Regions from separate parts of the Mus musculus genome. Here regions 1 and 3 are each linked to region 2. A link is a contact called in public promoter capture Hi-C and targeted proximity ligation data. All regions are on one chromosome and are shown on one strand. The core of a region is the stretch at or near the end of the contact, and the rest is flanking DNA. Distances in the headings are between cores, read along the strand shown.

The links. Promoter capture Hi-C pulls out the DNA fragments that hold promoters and counts their contacts.
Region 1: a contact with region 2 is called in a targeted proximity ligation map of neural progenitor cells, with 7 times the contacts expected there. A contact is called at or near these places in 3 of 39 promoter capture datasets (embryonic stem cells, fetal liver and macrophages), 3 of 484 Hi-C or Micro-C datasets (bone marrow-derived macrophages and nephron progenitors), 3 of 130 datasets of targeted methods (bone marrow-derived macrophages, embryonic stem cells and neural progenitor cells) and 3 of 9 other capture datasets (adipose tissue, liver and pancreatic islet).
Region 3: a contact with region 2 is called in a promoter capture Hi-C map of macrophages, with 7 read pairs. A contact is called at or near these places in 1 of 39 promoter capture datasets (macrophages), 6 of 484 Hi-C or Micro-C datasets (bone marrow-derived dendritic cells, bone marrow-derived macrophages, centrocytes and 3 more), 5 of 130 datasets of targeted methods (CD8 T cells, bone marrow-derived macrophages, embryonic stem cells and 1 more) and 4 of 9 other capture datasets (adipose tissue, liver, macrophages and 1 more).

What each region holds. Positions count from the first base shown.
Region 1 is chr19:11,231,049-11,233,748 of GRCm38.p6, forward strand. It overlaps Ms4a12 (membrane-spanning 4-domains, subfamily A, member 12), which reads right to left and starts at 1,405. Exons shown (of 7, transcript NM_001374133.1): 1 at 1,321-1,405. All of the region lies in intron 1 of 4930526L06Rik (RIKEN cDNA 4930526L06 gene), which reads left to right.
Region 2 is chr19:11,264,848-11,267,559 of GRCm38.p6, forward strand. Ms4a1 (membrane-spanning 4-domains, subfamily A, member 1) reads right to left here and starts at 1,302. Exons shown (of 7, transcript NM_007641.6): 1 at 1,201-1,302. The region is part of intron 1 of 4930526L06Rik (RIKEN cDNA 4930526L06 gene); the gene reads left to right.
Region 3 is chr19:11,313,196-11,315,895 of GRCm38.p6, forward strand. Ms4a14 (membrane-spanning 4-domains, subfamily A, member 14) reads right to left here and starts at 1,259. Exons shown (of 6, transcript NM_001377045.1): 1 at 1,001-1,259. The coding sequence starts at 1,138.

The DNA.
Region 1 (2,700 bases), core at 155-2,654, 34 kb before region 2:
TTTTCCTGGGCTTTAAAAAGTATAGAATTAAATGATTGTTCTATGAGAGGGGAAGGAGAGGGAGGGACACACACACACACACACACACACACACACACACACACAGTGTGTATTTTTTGTCTCTGATAACTTTGCTAGGGAAATTTTAAGACTTCTTATCTGTGATCTAGTTTTTGAACATGGAAGTTTCACATGGAACACAGACTATTAATACCTAACTCTGTAAAACACATCTCAGGATGGATTTGTGCCCAAACTGCTGAAGTTTTAGAAAATGATTAGAAAATGACCCAGTTCTACATTTTTTGGTTCATATGAAAATGACCTAGTATGTAGATGTGGAAGTGATGCCAGGGAAACAGGATTAAGTGATCCTCCAATCAAAATGAAGATCCAAACTGATCCTTCAATCAAAATGAGGACCCAAACAGATCCTCCAGTCAAAATGAGGATCCACATAAAGGGAAGACAGTCAGCTCAGTGCTGAGTCTATTGTCATAGTTTTGTTTCTTTTCTTTTCTTCTTCTTTTTTTTTTTTAAAGGAGTTAGCACATTTTTTTCTCTTAGCAAATGATAAGCTATTTACAACCAGCTTTTTTCTGAAAAATGAGAACTAACAACCATTTTCAAGCACACAAACACATAAATAAAAACACCAAAGTTCTGGTGAATTATAAAGCATAAGGACTATAGCAATAGGAGAAAAACCAGCTGGTGAACTAATCCAAGTAAAGATGGGAAAATATGACTGTAATTTCTTACCACCTCCTTTCCACCTTTGTTTGAAAAGAAGGAAAATGATACTATTGTTTAGAATGTATTATATAGCATATAATGAAACATCACAGTGACTCATAGACACTTCCAACCGAATCATGCAGGACATATGTCTGAAAATATCATCTTTCAGCAAATATTAAAAAATGCTGACCCAGTGAAGGGTGATTTCCCAGTCTTCATTTTCCATAAAGAAGCCTCTTTAGTGAATCATATTCAGAAACTGTGTGTTTCAGTGTCTCTGTTATGCGTGGACCCTCGATCACGACACTGTCACCAAGGGTTCCTGCTTGCCGGTTACTATTCATGGAATTTCATACATGTGTATCCACTATCCTTAGCATTAGATTTACACACATGGGTATGTGTCTATAGATTCGCTTGAAGTGCCTTTAGTAGTAATTGTCTTGTTTCTCTCCGGGTTTCTCTTTCATTCGTCAACTGTCTCAATACAGATTTAAGAATTGGCTTCACCTCTCCCACCCAGAGAGTAGAATGTGGCAGCAAACCCACCCAAACAGATCAGCCCCGTTCCATACCCACCGAGAAAGGCAGGGTGGTTTCAGTGGACCTATGCAGCTTCCCAGAACCTCTGGGCTCTCTCTTTCTCAGCTATATGTTCTGCTCTGATCTTGGATATTTATCTGGGATTTATAAGTGCCTTTACTTCCTTGCTTCAAGCGAGCCTATCCTATCTTTATATAGTTCCAAAGTCCTTTCATTAAGCACTTTCACCCCATTTGTAAATTTGAGAATGCGTTGTAGTTTGTATTTATGCAGGGAAGTGTGTTCTGACTCACTTATGCTGGGAAGTGACACTTCCAGACACTTCTTGTTCCTTTCTCCAGCCCCTTAGCTTTCTGACCCTCACTAAAGCAGTGCCACACCACGTTCTAGTGCCTTTTAAACCAGACAAGTACAACTGTAAAACACAGACAATGAAGAACAGAAAGAGGAGGAGTAAAAGTGCCTGCACTCTGGACACCTGGACACTGCTACTGAGGATAATTCATCAGGATTCGCAAACTTTCGTGTGCCAGGATTCGTGTTACATACAGATGTACATGGTGTTGTAAAGACTCACCAAATTAAGGTAGATTGTGTAGGTTTTCTATACTACACCCTTTTAACTTACCATTTTATTAATACCTTTACAGGTCAATCAACCCTTATAATTCTCAATACTGTTATGTTATAATTTTGGAGGCAGTCTAACTATTCATGTTCATTTGTGTCTTAGAGGTGCAAACAAGTGTCCTAAGAACAGAGATCCAATGTATATTCTTGCCTTCAAAAGCCCCATGGCTGTCAAGTTTCACATGTGGTGAGATCCATTGAGCAAGTGGGATCAGTGTCAATTCTTTTCACACACACACACACACACACACACACACACACCACTACCACCACCACTACCACCACCACCACCACTACCACCACCACCACCACCACCACCACCACCACATGAATGGTTAGGAAAGAATGGTTTTTGAAAATATTGTTTTTATTTATTCTTTGAGAATTTCATACAATATATGCTCATATAATATATATGGAAAAGAATATTTTATTCTTTTTTTCCTTTCCCAAATCCTCTCAGGTCCCCATCACCTCCCCAACCACCCGACTTCATGTTCTTTCTCTCTCTAAAAATGGATAGCCAACCAACCAACTGTGGAGTCCAAGTAGGTCAACTACTCCTGAACATGTGGCCTGTCCTGGAGTATGGTAGATACCAAGGGCCATTCGGTTGAGGAAAACATATTTCCCTTCTCCTAGCAGCATCAATCGTGACTAGCTTCCTGGCTAGGAGTAGGACTTTTTAAAAGAGTTTGCTTTTAAATTATCTTTGTGTATTAATGGTGGTTTCCTTTCTCTTTTGGATTTGTATTTGTATGTATTTTTTCTAAAGTAGACAACATG
Region 2 (2,712 bases), core at 52-2,551:
TGCTGAATCTGCAAAACCTTTGAGCTAGTCCTTCCCGTTTCTCTCCACGTTCTGTCAACCTCCACAAAAGGACCATCATGTTACCTCAGGCTGTTCCTTGGCTGATGGTAAGGATTTCTTCAAAGTCAATAGCCGTTCATGTTTATCACTTTTCTACAACTACTTTTATTGTAGTGTGCCATGTAACTCCTGAAACCCAGTGCCAATCCAGTAAGGGAACTGTGCAGGGGTTATCTGGTAAACCTGCCTCTTGTGATGCTGATGCTGTGAGCTCTGTCTTACACAGACCGTTAAGCTCAGCTTCCTCCTTTGGCAGGTAAATGCTCAGGATGCTTTCTATTCACAAAATGATAACCTCCACTTCATCTGACCATCAGTGAGACAAAACCATTATAAGGAAAACAGGGAAAGTCTCTCTGTCTCTGTGTCTGTCTCTCTGCTGTCTCTCTCTCTCTCTCTCCCTCTCTCTCCACCTCACCTCTACATACATACATACATGCATACTTATTTTACTGTTTAGTTTTAGGAGCACATTAGCACCTGGTTAAAGTCAATCCCTCTATCCTGTCTCTAGCACCCACTCTCACCCTTGGCTTCTTCGATCATAGACAGAAAACAGGATTTGTGCTCAGTATTCCAATGCCACACCGAAAATGCTAGATAGTAAGATTAAAACCATCTATGATGGTGCTTACATTGAAGTTTTATCTTTGGAGACAAAACTCATCGGGAGGAAGAGGAATGGGGCTAGATTCTTGTGGCCAGGATTATTTTCTAATTTGGTTTTAGGCAGTCCTAAAAAGATTCTGTGTTCTAGGTTTAATCTTCATGGTGCAGAGGACCTCAATATTGCTCCCATTTTATGGGTGAGGAAATTGAGGCATGGAGAAGTTTAGTAACTCACCCAAGGTTATGCAGCTTCTCTGTGGTAGTGCCCCAGGTTGAAGACAACATTCTAGAGACCTTTTCTCCTTGTTAGAATCCACTCACCACCCATTGCCCAGAGTCATTTTTGAGAGGGGGAGCAGTTAGGTTAGGGGTAGCCCATCCAGCCTTGAAATCACCACACTTCAGATCATGCTGCCACTTGCCAGGGACACCCCAGACTGAGAGCTGACTCTCTAGTCCCTAAAACCACTCCTTTTCATCTGGCCTTTCCTTTTATTAGAGTCACTAAAACAGAGCAGACCTAACCCTTACCTGGGTCTCCAAGGCTCCAAGGCTCCAAGGCTTAAGGGCCAAATTAGCCACTCACAGCTGAGATCAGTTGGCCTCTTCTATCTCAAGTACTTGAAGATGAGTGCGATAGACCAGACCTGGAGTGGTACCTCTGATTGACACCACGTGACAGGAAATTAGCAGCTTCTGCTACCTTGAGAATCGCTCCAATCACCTTGCTTTGCCTTACCAGGTTTCACTTCTTAAAAATTACCCTGGGGACTGCCTGGTATGCTTCATGCTACCTTAATTAGAAGAACTTCTGCAGCCCCCACCCTGTAAGCAGGTGTGGATGGTGGGTCCCTAAGGGCTGGAAAAGGGCTAGAAATTCTCCAGAGATGGGCTGTTAGAGCTTCACTTTTGGGGCTGAGTAGGTGGTGGTGGGGCACCCATGCAAAAAGTCGGAATCCCTGAGAAGGTACACTTGGGAGCACTGTATCTGTTGGTTTTTAAACAGTCCCGTCATCTGCTCATACTCAAAGCTCTAGAGGGCCATGTAAATCTCACGTCAAATTTAGCAGAAATGGCCTGAAATCTAATTTGTCTCCATAGAACAATGCACCCAGAAGTGTTAGGCAAGACTCAGCTCCCATTTCGGGTGCTGTGAACCGAGACAGCACTTTTACATATGAGCCCACCCTTCTCCTTCCTGCTTCCCTTTCTTTGCAGTATTGCTTAGAGCTGTAGTGGCTGACTTTAGTGTTAGAGCAAGCAGCAAAGTGGAAGAAGTTGGTGATGTGGGGGAAAGTCTATAAACATTTAAGAGGCAAATATTAGATTTTCTCAAGACATATCCTCTTTTCCATATACAACCTCATGCATGTTAGACTTTTTATTAATTTTTTTGTTTAAAGCTGTTTTTGTTTTGTTTTATTATTATTATTTTTATAGTCCAGTCATTACTCCCTCCCTGTCCACACTCCCACAGTTCAACATCCCATTCCTCCCGCTTGTCTTCAAGAGTATGTTCCCTCCAACCCCCACCAGGCCTCCCCACTCCCTGGGGCCTCAAGTCTCTTGAGGGTTAGACGAGTCTTCTCTCACTGAGGCCAGACCAGGCAGTTCTCTGCTGTATATGTGTCAGGGGCCTTAGATTAGCTAGTGTATGCGGCCTGGTTGGTGACTCAGTGTTTGAGTGACCTCAGAGACTGCTGGTCTTTCTATGAGGTCACCCTCTTTAACTTCTTCCAGCCTTTCCCTAATTCAACCACAGGGACCCCCGACTTCAGTCCATTGGTTGGGTATAAGTATCTGCTTCTGTCTCAGTCAGCTGCTTGTTGGGACTCTCAGAGGGCAAGCAAGCTAGGCTCCTATCTGTAAGCACATCATAGCATCAATAATAGTGTCAAGCCTTGGAGCCTCCCCTTGAGATGGATCCTAAGTTGAGCTGTCACTGAATCTCCTTTCCCTCAGTCTCTTCTCCATTTTTATCCCTGTGGTTGTTTTAGACAGGAACAATTCTGGGACAGAGGTTTGACTGTGGGATGGCAATCT
Region 3 (2,700 bases), core at 9-2,508, 48 kb after region 2:
CAAGAAAACTAACTGTGCATGTTCAGTACAGACAAGGTTTTTTTTTTTTTTTTTTTTTTTTTTTAAAACTCTTTTTCACTCCATGTTGATTAAGCCTGTGGTTATGCATCCTTTAGACCTAGACTCCACTGATGGAGTTTGACCTCACTTTCATTGGCTTCTTAATTCTGCATAAGGTATTGCTACATCCTGGGGTCACTTCCTCAAGAAGGTATTTAGAAAAATTATATAGTTTCCTGCTTCCCTGTGCTAGTCATCAAAGGTCAGAACTAGCTCTCCCAACCCACAAAGAAACATCCCTAGTACCTCCTTGGAGTTAGGTGAGTTATTAGATCAGCCACTCTTGAGAGTTACTTAATCCATCACCTCAGAAGCATTTCTGCATTGACAGCCGAGAGCTAACATATCTACCCAAGACATACTGTGCATTGTACTTCTAAAGAGATCTTTTGTTTCTCATTCTTTTAATCAAAATCCAGGGAAGTGGCACGTAGTGACTCTTCTCATTGGATACGATTTTCTTGCACAAAAAATTGACTTCGATGTGCTGCTTTTAAGTTTTATGAAAATTTTGTATATGTATTCAATGTATTTATCACATTTACCCTGTTACCCTCTCTTACCCTCTCCCACCCATGCTGACTCTTTCTTCTTTCCAACTCCTCTTTCATTTTCAAGTCCTTTTGGCGACTCACTGACTTTAATTAGAGGTGCTTATTTCATGGGTTTATTGGAGCATGGGCAAAACCTACCAGTAGCTACACTATTGAAGAAAATTACTGATCCACCCCCACCAGCAACCACTAGTTGTGAAGAGCTGCTCTAGGAAGGTGGAGATTTGTGAACTCCCTTCACTGTAGGAAGGATATATTGCAGAAGAAAGGCCAGGGAGACTAACTCATTCTCTGAATGTTATTTCACAAAACCACCTCTGTAGACAAACATGGAGGATTAACACCTTCTCTCCCCTCTGGATGACCCATGATAAGGCAGAACTCACCCCTAAAAGTTTTGGCTCCCCCTTAAGGAAATCCAGCAGAGAACTATGAGGTCTATATGGATAGGCAGTCAAGACAGTTTCATTTGGGTCTATAGTGATGACATGGTTCCTTCTCTTCTCCTCAGATGGTGACTCCATGATTCAGTGGAAGAGCTTTGTTAGGAGAGGAGTGAAAGGATATTGTAGCAATAATCATGATGTATTTCTTCCCTAGGGCCCCATTGAGTCCTCTACTACGGGCCCTTAGCAGTTACATAGTATTAGAACCACAGAATTCCAGTCATTGAGTCATAGAATATGAGAATTCTAGAGTGTGCCAGCCCTCTTGATTCTTACAGAGGAAACCTGGAAAGCTTACTCTATTATCTGATTGCTTGAAAAGCATATAGTAAACACAAAACTAGATAGATGGCACACACAAAAGGAGTGCCTGTGTCTGTATTTATATATATATGCATACCTATACATATAAACACATATACACATACATACATGCACACACATATATTTCACAATTATTCTCTGTTACTCTACCAGACAACTAATTATAGCTACATATACTTTAGAATTTTGTTTTTCAGGCTAATTGTTTATATTCATGTGTTTGTTGTGATTTCAACTGCCAAATCACCAAGGTAAACAATTTAATAAGGCCAAACATAATATATGCAAGTATCTTAAATATTTCCTGGACTGCAGCAATCACAAATACTAGGGTTTCTTAACTTTTGCATGTTGGTGTTTGGACTTACTACTTCTCTTGAAATTTTCATGAACTTGCTTATGAAACATAAAGGAGCTAAACCTTTGGCATATCTGGTATGCCCGAGGTCCTATACATGGTGCTTGGTTTGTTTCAATATGCATTGCAGTGGCACATTTGACAATATTCAGTGCTCAAACTGAGGAATATAAGGGCCAAACTGCCAAAGGATAAATATCAAGGGATAGGTGAAGGAGCCAGTCCTTCTGTCTCCAAAATCTGTTTTTACTGTTCAATCATACTTCCTCATTTTGCAAATGGAGTTATCTTCTTTAAAAAAAAGTTATTGTTTAACAATATGCCTTATAGTATAAAAATAAACAGTGAATTGTGACTATGTTTTCTAGCCTTTTAAGGATACAACAAACACACAAACAAGAAACATTCAAGGAAATAAATGATCCAATTATAAATGGGCAAGAGAACTAAACAGAGTTATAGAGAAATGAAAGTAGCTAAGAAATAGCTCAAAAAGTGTTCATTATTCTTAGCAATTAGGGAAATGAAAATTAAAACAACCTTGAGATTTTACCTTAATTCCAATCAGAATGACAAAGATCAAAAACATTGACAACAGATGCTGGTGAGGCTGTGGGGAAAGGGAAATCTTCATTCACTGTTGGAAATGCAAATTAGCACAACCATTCTGGAAATCAGTATGGAGAATCCTCAAGGAACTAAAAATAAATCTACCCAAAGGCCCAGCTATACCACTGCTTAGCATATGCTCAAAGGAGTTGACATCCTATCCAAAGATACTTCTCAGCCATCTTCATTGCCATCCTATTCACAATAGCCTAGAAATGGAAACAACCCAAATGCACTTCAGCAGAAATAGATAATGAAAGTATGGTACATATACAAGGTAGAATGCTGTTCAACTTTTAAGAAAAGTGAAATCATGAATTATGTGGACAAATAGATGGACCTCGAAAAG